2 separate regions of the Sus scrofa genome follow, and region 2 is linked to region 1. A link is a contact called in public Hi-C data. All regions are on one chromosome and are shown on one strand. The core of a region is the stretch at or near the end of the contact, and the rest is flanking DNA. Distances in the headings are between cores, read along the strand shown.

What was found. A called contact is a pair of places that touch in the nucleus more often than the background predicts.
Region 2: a Hi-C map of skeletal muscle shows a contact between it and region 1, with 3 times the contacts expected there. The contact joins the enhancer-like site here to the promoter of WDR17 in region 1. A contact is called at or near these places in 10 of 47 Hi-C or Micro-C datasets (embryonic fibroblasts, epiblast stem cells, fetal heart ventricle and 6 more).

What each region holds. Positions count from the first base shown.
Region 1 is chr15:38,586,530-38,592,648 of Sscrofa11.1, reverse strand. WDR17 (WD repeat-containing protein 17) reads right to left here and starts at 3,061. Exons shown (of 31, transcript XM_021075880.1): 1 at 2,949-3,061.
Region 2 is chr15:38,666,096-38,672,214 of Sscrofa11.1, reverse strand. It overlaps WDR17 (WD repeat-containing protein 17), which reads right to left. Exons shown (of 31, transcript XM_021075880.1): 15 at 5,397-5,599; 16 at 3,834-3,983; 17 at 3,615-3,745; 18 at 3,225-3,350; 19 at 2,064-2,219. Among named protein-coding and RNA genes, the nearest start is that of SPATA4, 37 kb to the left of the region's middle. Within about 2 kb of position 3,319, at least 17 of the 83 cell types and tissues checked have an H3K27ac peak or open chromatin away from gene starts, as enhancers often do. A contact at or near this core is called in embryonic fibroblasts, liver and skeletal muscle, where this site is marked.

The DNA.
Region 1 (6,119 bases), core at 1,812-4,311:
AAAGTAAGATTTTATCATTATTTAAAAAATCACCTCACTCAAGTAAGCTGATAATGTGACATCCAGATGCAAGTGTCACCTGTGGCTCCAATTCCAGGATGCCTTTTTTTTTTTTTTTTAACACAATCTAGCCTTTTTCAAGTTGTATTTGTCTAGTCATTGAGATCAAGTGAGAACAAGCTGAATTTTGTCTCCTCATATGACACCCCACGTTTTACCATGAGAACTTTAGAAATTTTTCTAGTCAATCACGATGGGACTCTCTTTTTCTTTCGATATACAAAGTCTTGGTCAAAGCTGATCATTTTATAATATTTCTCTAGCAATTTTTATAATATTTCCCTAGTAATTCTTATAAGAAGTTATAAGTCCTTCTTGAACATTTAAGTAAACTTAAGCATGAGAAAGGTTTTCCTTTAGGATTTGTTCTCTGCAGAGTAAATTCTTTGGGGAATTTCTAAGATTCTCTCCAGGTATCCACATCTAATTTCTTGCTCAGCAATCTCCAAGGAATAGTCTCAACAACAATGAAAAATCTCCAGGTGATTATCACAGAATGAGGTATGTATGGTCTTGGATGTTGAAAAATGCCAGCCACTCTTATTCTAATACATGATTCTCACAAGAAAAAAAAGGGGGGGAGGGTGCTGAAATCCCTCCCAATGTCCTAGTACAATGAATTAAATATTCTCAATAAGATCTCTGTTCCTGAAGACACATAGAAAGCTACACACTTTAATACTTCAACCTGCTAAATGGACTACATATACACAATATAAGATCAGATAATTCAGCAACTGCAAAAAGTAGCAGTAATGTTTGTATGCACATAATTACCATGAATGGCTGGGTAAAACATGTTATTCGGTAATCTGGCAAACCATTACCGTTCTTGTATATTATATCTGACTCGAATAAATTCTGGACTACAGGAAGGAAATGTGACTCCTTCAAAACTGTCTGAATTTCATTTTAGTATTCATTATAGAGTTTAGGGAAATAAAATAAGGTAGTCTGGAGAACTGCACATATTTTATTGACAGTGACAATCGAAGAACTCCTGTTGGACTTCCATGTTCTTTCAGGACAAAATAAACAAACGAATGAATGAAAATAAAACTCTTCTCTAATATAAAAACTGCCCCTTGCCTCACCTATGCACAGGCTAGGGGTTCCAAGATAGAGTCTATAGAAAGCAACAACAAAAACACTCTAGCCCCTAGTGGTCACTTTACTAGGAGCAGAGGAATTTAAAAATTATTTTCTACACTGAATCAATTGTAGCTTTCTAATATATAGAATTATTATGCAGCTAGTGGGTAATAAAATTTTTTAGTACAGCAATATTTAATTATGAAAACTGAAAGAATGAAGAATTATTAAACACTTAAGTAAATACATCTAATATTTTTTCAGATACTTATAGTTAAGTATACCTATTAATAGCAACCCTGAGAAAGACCAAATCAATATAAATAATAAATTTCAACTAGCCATTTTAATATAGAGTAAGTTTACACTTATTTCTCTTAATATATGAGTTTTCTTTCCACATGTGGCCTTTGAAACAGGCTGTTGGTTTATTCCCATTTAGAAAACTTCCCAGGAACTCTTAACACAATGACCTAAAACTAGCAATTGTAACATTCATCTCTAACCAATCCACTAAAGCATGTTTCCCAAAATTTTGTTGAATTAACTGACAATTTTTCACTTGCATTTAATTACTATATTTAATTTTAGATCATAGAACAGGAAAGACAGATCACTTTCTCAGATCTCTGCCTTCACACAGGAAAGCTATAACTATGCCACTTTCTTGCACACCTAGGCCAGTGAGGCAGAATCAAAAGGATGTGAAAGGGTGCTTTTGCTATAGAGGCTGTAATCACAAGCCCTGAATCATCAGCTCCCCATCCAAGACCATGCTGTGCTCAGTGATAATCACATGAAAATTGTTCTCTGACTGTTGATGAGACTATTCCTTGGAGATTTGTGAATAAGAAATTAGATCTGGATACCTGAAGAGAATCTTAGAAATTCCCCAAAGCATTTACTCTGTAGAGAAACAAAACCTAAAGGAAAACCTTTTTTTCTTTACTTAAGGTTATTTTAAATGTTCAAGGACTTGTAACTCCGGTTATACAAAGTGGTAGGGGAATGATTTTCTCTGAAGGGCATATCTGAAATACTCAGCCAATGAAAGATTCAGATATCTAATACTTCTCTTCAAATCACTGTTAGAGACACAAACAAATAAATAAGTAAATACACATACGGAAGTTACAAAAACAAGTGTGATTTATTTTTGATATATGATAAAGTTATCACTAAACTTCATTCAAATCAACTGCTTTTAATTAATATAGAAAAAGTCAGTTCAAAGATTTGCTCCTTTTAATACTGCATGCAAAAAGTCTGGATTTATTAGTTTTTGAAAAATAGGAAAGGTTTTTTTTTATGATTTACTTCACGCGTACTGTGCCTCTGACATTCAATACTGTCTTTTTTTCTGGAGCATATTTTCTTTTACTCAAAAGTTTCTTGGCACAACCTGAATAAGAAGACCACTTTCAAAGGGGTAGGGGATCCTACCTGGGGAGGTGCCCTGCGGGCACAGGTATAAGAATGACGATCTAGACTCTAGACGTACTTGTAATGAATAAGCTTAAAAACATAAAGAAAACTGTGCCTTTCGTCATGATCGTGGGTGACACTCGAGTGTCAGTTCAGATGTGTAAAGGCTTGCCTGCTGTGCCCTGTAGCGATCAGGTGTGTGACTGACTCTCAAGGGATTCCCGCATCAGGCACCATCGCGCGCAAAGCCCCGAGGACCTGCGACCCTTGCTGAGGAGGTTGGAACCCCCACGCGACGCCACTAGGTTCGAAGATCACCCTATTCCAGCGCGCCCGCCGGGCTACCACGACCCGCCCTCCGCGGTGCTTACCTGGAGGAGTCGACCACTGCAGCGGACAGCAGAAGGTGCTGAAGCGGGCGCGGCAGATGCGCGAGCTCGGCCTGTGGACCCGCCCCGCCCCGCCCTCCCCTCCTGCGCCGCGGGCTCCAGGGCGGGGCGGCCCGGCCGGGGGTTCTAAGGGCGGGGATGATGGCTCTGTGGCAGGACCCAGCCCGCGGCTTTCCGGGTCCCGCCCCGGGGTTCACGTGACAGCTACGCTGGCCGCTGATTGGAGCGCTGGAGAGAGGCGGAAGCGGCTGGCAACCCCTGGAGACCCCTCACGCCTCCAGGAGGTGGTTACCTGGCAACCAGGAATCTGCGCCGAGGATGTGGTTCTCAGGCCCTGGGCTAGGCTTCCACAGAGTTTACAGCGAAGCAGAAAGTGGAGGAAAAAACAGTGAACCACTGTCTAACATGTTCCACCTACCGCGTCTGCCCTTTCTAGGAAAGTGAGTCATGTATACAATAAATAAATCACAACATCTCCTTCTTGAGGAGCCTGAGGCAGAGAGTTGAGCCTCCTTCAGAGTCTAGGGTTCACTAATCTTGAACCATTGCCTGAAATGTGAGTACGGAATGCTGTCTGTTCTGTTCTTCCTTAGGTTAGACCTTAACCTCTAAAACCAGAACTTTCTCTTGAGAAAAGATAACTTGGAAATGTTGGAGGTACATAACGGTACAGAGAAATGAAAAGCATGATCAATTAGAGAGAATTCAGTCGTTCATGGAAAAGATGCTAATGGTCAGAATTAAGGTGATAGAAATAAAAATGATTAAGAGGGGAGATCAAAAGAAATATTTCTGGGAAAATAGGCCATCATTTTCATTTATGACAAATGTTTGCTTGGTACAGTGTCAACAGTATACATGAAGAGAAAAAGTTGTTAAAGACAAGAGTGTCCATTGGTTGGATAAAGAAGGTTTTTTATGTCTAATTTGTTCCAGCTCTCCAGTTAAGAATCATAAAGCCAAATGAAACATCAGAAATTGTCTGGTTGTACATTCATGATTTAAAGATGAAGATCTTTTAGCTTGGAAAGCTACAGAATTTGTCAAGGACATATAGCTATTTCAGTAGCAGAATTGATGCCATGATCCCAAACTCCCAATTCAGTTCTCTTTTCCCTTTGCTGTGATTTGGTTCACTTGTTTGGAAAGGGAGGTTTAAACTATCACATGTGGGGAGTTCCCATTGTGGCCCAGCGGAAATGAATCTGACTATTATCCATGAGGAGGTGGGTTGGATCTCTGGCCTCCTTCAGTGGGTGGGGATCCAGTGTTGCCTTGAATTGTGGTGTAGGTCGCAGTTGCGGCTCAGATCTCGCCTTAATGAGGCTGTGGCATAGGCGGAGAGCTGTAGCTCAGATTCCAACCCCTAGCCTGGGAACTTCCATATTCCTTGGGTGCAGCCCTAAAAAGCAAAAAAAAAATAAAAATAAAAATAAAAAAAACTATCACATATGTGGTTAGATCCAGAACCTAAAGAAATAGTATAACCTGATTTCTAAGGAAAAGATCTTTTTACTGTCATTTTCATTCTTTTATTCAACAAATATTTAATGTGATGCTCTCATTTCATAAACAAAAATGCTGTCAGTCACCCAGGCTGACAGCCAGTTTCAGGGCCATCATTAGCTCCTAACACTTAGAGTACATAGAGTTCTTAATGATTAAATCTAAAAGCAGAGCAACTGGGGGAATCAGTTAACTGCAGTGAGTTCATCTTCAAGGCTAGACGATCCTATGACTGCAGTGGCTTCGCAAAAGGTGTTCAAGACCATTTAATGTGACAAGTGCATTTTTCAGTGGCTATTCTAAATTTAAAAAAGCAACTAAGAAGAACTTATTAAGCTAAATTTTAGAAAAATTGACCCAGAAGGGCTTGAGATTCACGTTAAGTGGCCTTTTCTTATTAATTTTAAAATTAGCCTTTTCACACTAATTTTAATGTAAAAATGGTAAGAGAACAGAAATAAGCCTGACCAAAAAAAAAAAAAAAAAAAAAAAACCACAAACAAACAAACAAAAAAAACCTGATAAAACTGAGGTGCGGTAAATATGTAGAGAAGTAAATACTTTAAAACTTACTGTATGTGGTATAGATACACTGGCTGAAGCCAGATTGCACTGGCTTGAGAGAGATAGCTGTCAAACTTTTCAGGGTTTCAGCAACCCTCTGTTAAACACAGTTCCTGTTAAAATTAAATGATATAAACTTATAATTTTAAAATGATATTAAAAACAAAGTAGTAAATATAACTCATCACTTACTATTTTTAGTATTTTATTTGTATCTATGCTCTTGAGTTATTTATGTCTATTAGGTCTATTTATGTCTAAGTCTCCATTATTGAAATACTATATAATATCGTATATTTCTTCCCAACTTGTCATTCTATGCTATGATGTTGGAGGCTTGACATTGGCCAAAGTGGGTGTATTTACAACCCCCAAATCAGCAAACGCTGCAAATCAGGGCATGATTCATGATTTTCTTAACTGTTTAGACCTATTCTGTGTAACAAAGTAGCTACTAGCAAAATGTGTTTTTGTTTTTAATTAAAATTAAAAAGAATGAAAAGTTTAGTTCCTTAGTTACAATAGCCACATTTCAAGTGCTCAGTAGTCAGTGTGGTTAAGTGGCTTCTGTATTAAACAGCACAGATAAAGAATAGCTTTATTTTCATTTTCATTGTCACAGAAAGTTCTATTGGTAAGTGCTGGTTTATTTATGGAGTTTCAAAACTGTTCTTGGAAAAAGCCAGGTAGTAAATATTTTAGGCTTTGCAAACCATGCAGCCTTCATCTCACTACTTAATTCTACTGTTATAGTTTGAAAGCAGTTATTAGACAAAGCATGAAAGGAGAGGTGTGGCTGTGTCCCAAAAAAACTTTATTTATAAAAATAAAGGGGGCCAACTGAATTTGACCTATATAGGTTATTTGCCAGTCCTTGCTGTAAACTTAAGAAAATGATAGAGAAAATGTGTTTTTTTTTTACTTTTTTTATTACTCAAATGAATTTATCACATCTGTAGTCGTATAATGATCATAACAATCTGATTTCACAGGATTTCCATCCCACAGCCCAAGCACATCCCCCCACCCCCCAAACTGCCTCCTCCGGAGACCATAAATTTTTCAATGTCTATGAGTCAGCAT
Region 2 (6,119 bases), core at 2,070-4,569, 79 kb before region 1:
GAAGGCAAATTATATAGTTTGGAAAATACACGAACTCATCTTCCAATGTAACACCAGAGTAATCTGGTCTACAATAGTCTATGTTCTATGCTCAAAGTAGTGTACACTGAAATTTTTATTTCATTGTTACTTGCATTTAACAAACATGACATTCATTTCTATTTTTATTGTTCCCTACTTATGTCATAAATTTTATTGTCATTTCTCCCTTTATAATTGATAAACCTGACTTCATGTTTTAAAAATGTAGACAATTATTAAAAGAAGCTCATTGTTCAATTAAGACTGATTGTGACTGTTATTTGAAAATACCAATTTCACTGTATTCAAGTCTAGAAGAAACAGAGGAGAAAATATTCTGAAATATCACTACATGAATCAAAACTTTATTTTAATTAAGGCTAAAACAGGAGAGTTCTGCTGCAAGTAAGGCTAGAAAAATGGTAGTTTGAAAATAACAGGTTAAGTATTCAGTAGGAAGTTTTTAATACTATATTACTTATAATCATATTTTTTTAGGGGAAATTCATCTTTATTATGGTAGGGACGAATGGAAGAAAGAAGTTGGACTATAGATTAAATTAAGTTTGTAACCACCAAGCTCTTCAAATAAAAACATATGCTGTAAGAAAAGATTAAATGTTTTCCTAATCTCATACTATTAATTTTATAGAAATAGAAACTATTTATAAGGAGATGGTCACGAACAATTGTGACACTCATGTTTCTAAAGAATTGTATACGCACAGTTTTTTTGATCATATGTCCACTGATGAAACTGTGTAACAGAGTTATCAGCTCCATAAGAGGATGTCTGATTAAATCATCTTTAATTAAATTGAAATCAAATAGTTTAAAATTATATATACAGAACTCAGAAAGATAAAGAATTACACTGCCCTACAAAATTTATCTATTTATTTTTCCTTCACTTTTGATAGATATTCTTTCTAGCAGTGTCCTATTAAAAAGGTAACTTTTAAGTCAGACCTTTATTTCTTCATAAGTAAAATTTTTACATTGCTCCTAACTTAAATACATATTTAGTCTGCAATCCCTTTTCAATGACATTTTAAAATGGCACACTTTATTATTTTAGTCAAGCAGTAATTCATTGTTTGTCTCTAATAAATGGGGAAAGACAAAAATGAGTTAAATTTAATTTTGTTATATTTCAATGCAATGTTACTGCTTAGTTTTACTTTATATTAGTCATAAGTATTCTTAATATCATGCTTTGTAATTATAAAATTAATTAACCTAGAGCTTTTAAAAAATTATCAACCATGAAATGAGTCCATGACTTTCTTTTTTTTTTTTTTTTGGACAGGTAGTAGAATTTCTGCTGAACTAAAATACACATGCAGAAAAAATGAAAAGCTTAATCAATTTTCACAAACTGAATAGTCTCATAACCAGCTCCCAGATCAAGAAATAGAAGCCCCTCCTCTCTTTTGCTCTATTTCAGCCACCAACCACCATCTTGAATGATAATGGGAATGGATTCATCCTAAAGGGGAAAACTCCATTTTGCTGATTCAGTTCTCTGTGAAGATCAGGAGGTCAATGCCTGGTGAGCATCCCTTAACAGCTGATCCTCAAAGGAGAGACCCTTCTTCCTCAGGGCATTGTGGGAATGAATTATGACAAATAGTCATAATAGCGAGGGGAGTCCACTGAGAGAAAATGAGCCAGAAATCAAGGACTCCAGCCTAGGGCAGTGGTTCTCAAAGGGTAGCTTGTGTGAAGATAAAGCTGAGCAGGGGCAGGGCGGGGGAAAGGGGGGAAGCGGCTTCAAGAAGTACCCATGGTTGGGCTCCATCCCCCAGGCTCCTGATTCTGTTGGTTTGGGTTGGAAATGCATGTCTAGGAGTTCCTGGGCTTTGCTGATGCTGTGATCTGGGGGATCTCACTTCGATAAACACTGTTCTGAGGCATACATATGATATCAGATTGGTGGAGAACCAACCAGAACTGGAAAAAGATGGGCTTGATATTTCATATGTAACTAAGACTTAGAATACTGTGTTAAATTCATGAATTTTGCTCTAATAGCCCATTACCTCTCCAAGTTCAACCATCAGTTCACAATATCTCTGAATCTGTCCTAATCTCAAGTATATTTCGGCAGCTTCCTTCAGTCTTTCCTCTTTAGTAGGGACACCAATGCCACCACCAAATTTAGACATCTTGACTGTGGTTAGTTCTTGTGCTTCAGACTGGTTAAAAAGAAAATGAAATTTTCTAAATTTTATTGTACAATAGCTGGTGATTATAAAAGCACCATACAGACACATATTTTATAAGCACAGAGCACTGTAAATTGAATATTTTTTTAAACCAATGCTTTTTCTCTATAAAATACAGTGCCTCTTTAAACACAATATTTTGGAGTGGTGGAGAGAAGAGCCTAGATGTGTCTGGTGTGGGTGGGAAGAAGCTAAATTTCATTTTTCTTAAAACTCACCAGAAGTCCAGAGGCCAAAAGGTAGTGAGTGATAAAGTGATATATAACTCGTGAAAAAATATATAAAGGCTTTTAATAAAAATTAAAAGTTACTGGCTCACTCTAATTGGCTTCTATTCGTTCAGCAGATAACCATTACAGTTATTACATGTTTAGTTTGTGATCAAAGTACTTAATGAAAATAACTGTTTCTTATCAGCATCAGATCCACATCCCTGGCACAATTCTCTCCATGACCCAACAACTAATTACCCACTGGCATTTTACTGAAAAGAAAAAAAAAAAAAAAAAGCCTTTTCTTCTTTCCCGTTCCAGAACTGGTTTGTTGCTGGCATTGCAGTATTGCATATCACTTCATGCATAAGGTAACTAAGTAATAGTTTTGTATTGAAATTCAAACTCTTAAGAGCTGGAATATAATCGGTTTTAATAAAAATATATCCCAAAATAAATCCTAGTAGATCTATGGGGCAAAAATCAGATTAGTCCATACGTACAATCATCTGCTAACAGTGTAAAGCAAAGTATTTCAAGTGTTTTAGAAAATTTCATGAGATTCAAGCTATGAAAACCATGGCTGCCTCAGTCTGTTTCCAAATAATTTGTACTGTCATGATCACTCAAGATTGATCTCCTCAATATTCACTTATTTCAGTCTACTAACTCTAATTATTTATTTTAAAAATCATTTTCATATTTTAATAGTGAAATGGCAAAAAAAATACTTGAGTACATCACATTTGCATACTATACTTACTGTTCTGAATTTAACGAGATGTTTCAAATGCATTATTCCTTTAGAGTAGTTCTGAGGAAGTAAGCTGTCATCTTGCCCTGTGATCACAGCAACTAAGTTCCACAAATTGTCACTGCCCCCTGGAGGCTAAACATTGATACAGAACATGCAAAGATACAATAAGGAATTAAAACCCCACAGCATTTTGCGTCTTCAAAAACATAATGCAGTCACATCTAAATCCATAAATTAACAAACTAAGAACTATACTTTATCTTTTTTTGCTTCTGGGTTCCATTTGCTTTCTTTCAGTGGGATGACACATGTAAATGTGTGATAATGACAAAAAGTTGTAATAATTCGCTTCGGCTGAAGGGGAAATTTTTCCATTTGGTTCCTTATAATACTTACTGATAAGAATTCTGAAAACCATCTTAGTTTTTTCATGCGAGGATTACCCGTCAGTTTCTCTACTTCCTGTTTAATATCTCTTGACACTTTGCCACACAGCAGGGGAGGCGTGCCGTGTTCTATAGCGCCATCTGGAGGAGAGACGGAACTCAGCAACAAAAGAGAGCTTACAAAATAGCATTTATACAGAAAATCTAATACATGCAAGAGTTTCAGTACCCGTGTTCCCGATAATTTCTTCCCAAGATCTGTCGGCCAGAATATTTATTTGTAAAGGGGTGATTAGAGGTGTTAATGACCAGAGTCTCACTGTAGAGTCACGGGAGCAAGAGGCCATAGTGAAGGGGCGGCTTGGATGGCACGTTAAACCTGATGGAAGAAATAGAGCCATTTACTCAAGTAAGCACTGAAACATAGTTTTTATTTATATCACCTCGTAACATTTCCACATAACTTTATTATTGAAGTTATGAAGAAATGTTTTAAATAACACTTTTTTTTTTTTTTTTTTTCATTTTTGGCCACCTCAAGTCATATATATGGACCTCCTGGGCAAGGCTTCAGATCCGAGCCCCGAATCTGCCACAACACCAGATCTTTAACCCACTGTGCCGGGCCTGGGGATCAGACCCGGGTCCCAGCGATCCCAAGATGCGGCGGATCCCCATGTGCCACTGCGGGAACTCCAATAACATTTTTATCTTGTCTGAAAATAATACAAGAATGTAAAAAAATTTTTTTTTTACCATATTCGGTAGATATGAATACAAGGTCTAATGATTATTAGAAAGCAGATGGTCCTGGATGAAAATGTGGAAACTAAATTTCATTTGGTTTACCAGCACCAGACTGTAATACTAATGGAATACTCAGTAATCTGTGGGTTAATAGAAAGATGAATGGGCATTATTCTCACAAGATAAAGACTTGAGGACCTTTCATTTTTGAATGCCCAAAAAAGGGATTTTGTCCCATACCAGGGCCCACACTATACTGACTAAAATGTCACTGGGGTAAAGCATATGGATACAAATGATTAGGGTTACTTGCTCAAAATAATCATTTCTGCATTCTTAACTCATCTACTTAATCCTATCAAAGTTTGGGTGCTACAAATGAGAGTAAAGCAATATGCAAAGATAAGAAATCTGGTTTTTCATTTCCAACTCAGTTTTTTTTTTGTTTGTTTGTTAGTTTTTTTTGTTTTGTTTTGTATTTTTTTGTTTTTGGCTGTGCCTGTGGAATGCACAAGTTCCCAGGGCCAGGGATGAACCTGAGCCCCGGCAGTGACCCTAGTCACAGCAGTGACAACAGCTCATCCTTAACCTCCTGAGCCACTAGGGAACTCCTCCAATTCAATTATATTGAAAAAACTTTATTCAACGTTAAAAAACAAACATTACCCTAAATATCCAAGAACAGAGGTAGAGAAATGACTAAAGTCATATCTAAGTTATTGCTGATTTACTCTTTTATAAGTTCTCTTTGGGGTGATGGTAAGGTAAGGGAGAAAACCAAGCCAAACATGGGTATGTGCGTGTATTTCTCTGTAGAGACAGAAAGACACCACAACATTAACAATAGTTATCTTCTGATAGTTTCTGATGACATTTTCTATCATCTTCTGTGAATTCTGATATTTAAACACTAAGCATTATGCTTTCCAATAAGAAGAACGTTATTTTAAAGTGAAACACTATAAGACTTCAAAAAAATACTGTATTGCTCAGAAATTATAAATGTTAACATAGCGAAATTTAAAAGTACTCAAAAGCACTTTACCATATACATCTGCACCATGATCATACACAGTATCCAAACAAGCTCCTTCTCGAGTGTCCCACACTTTTATAGTATAGTCCCAGCTGCCAGATACTAACAGATATGGGATCTCAGTGTTCCACATCAATCCCCTCACAGGTGCAGTGTGTCCACTCAGAATATTTATGCAAGCATCTTGAGTATAATCCCAGATTCGAACAGAACTGAAAACAGAATATTATGTACGTGATACCATTCATCTTATAATTTATCTAAAGTATTGGCATATTCTTAACGGAGCACAATGATTATTTCTTAGCATATTGAAAAAGCATTTTACGTTTTGAGATAGGTCATTATTCTCCTCTTTATATCAAATACAAATTAATAACTAGGCTAGAACCAGCCTATTCCAATACATTTTTTTCCTTTTACTGGTTACTTGCTACTGATACTTAATATATTATTTCACAGATTATATGTTTAAAAAATTGCTTTCTTAACATGAAATGTCCAGAACAGATAAAGCCAAGGAAAAAAATACAACTAACACATGATACAATAATTTAGGAGTGCTCAAATTATTTGTAAATCGTGAAAATACAGCATATATGATGATGGATATTACTGAAAAATCAACTCACATTTATGCTTTTATCAATACGTGTAAGTACTTCATATTTTTGTCAGTAAAATAAGTTGCTTAGTCTCATATCAAGTGCAAAACTTTAAATATAGCTGGAT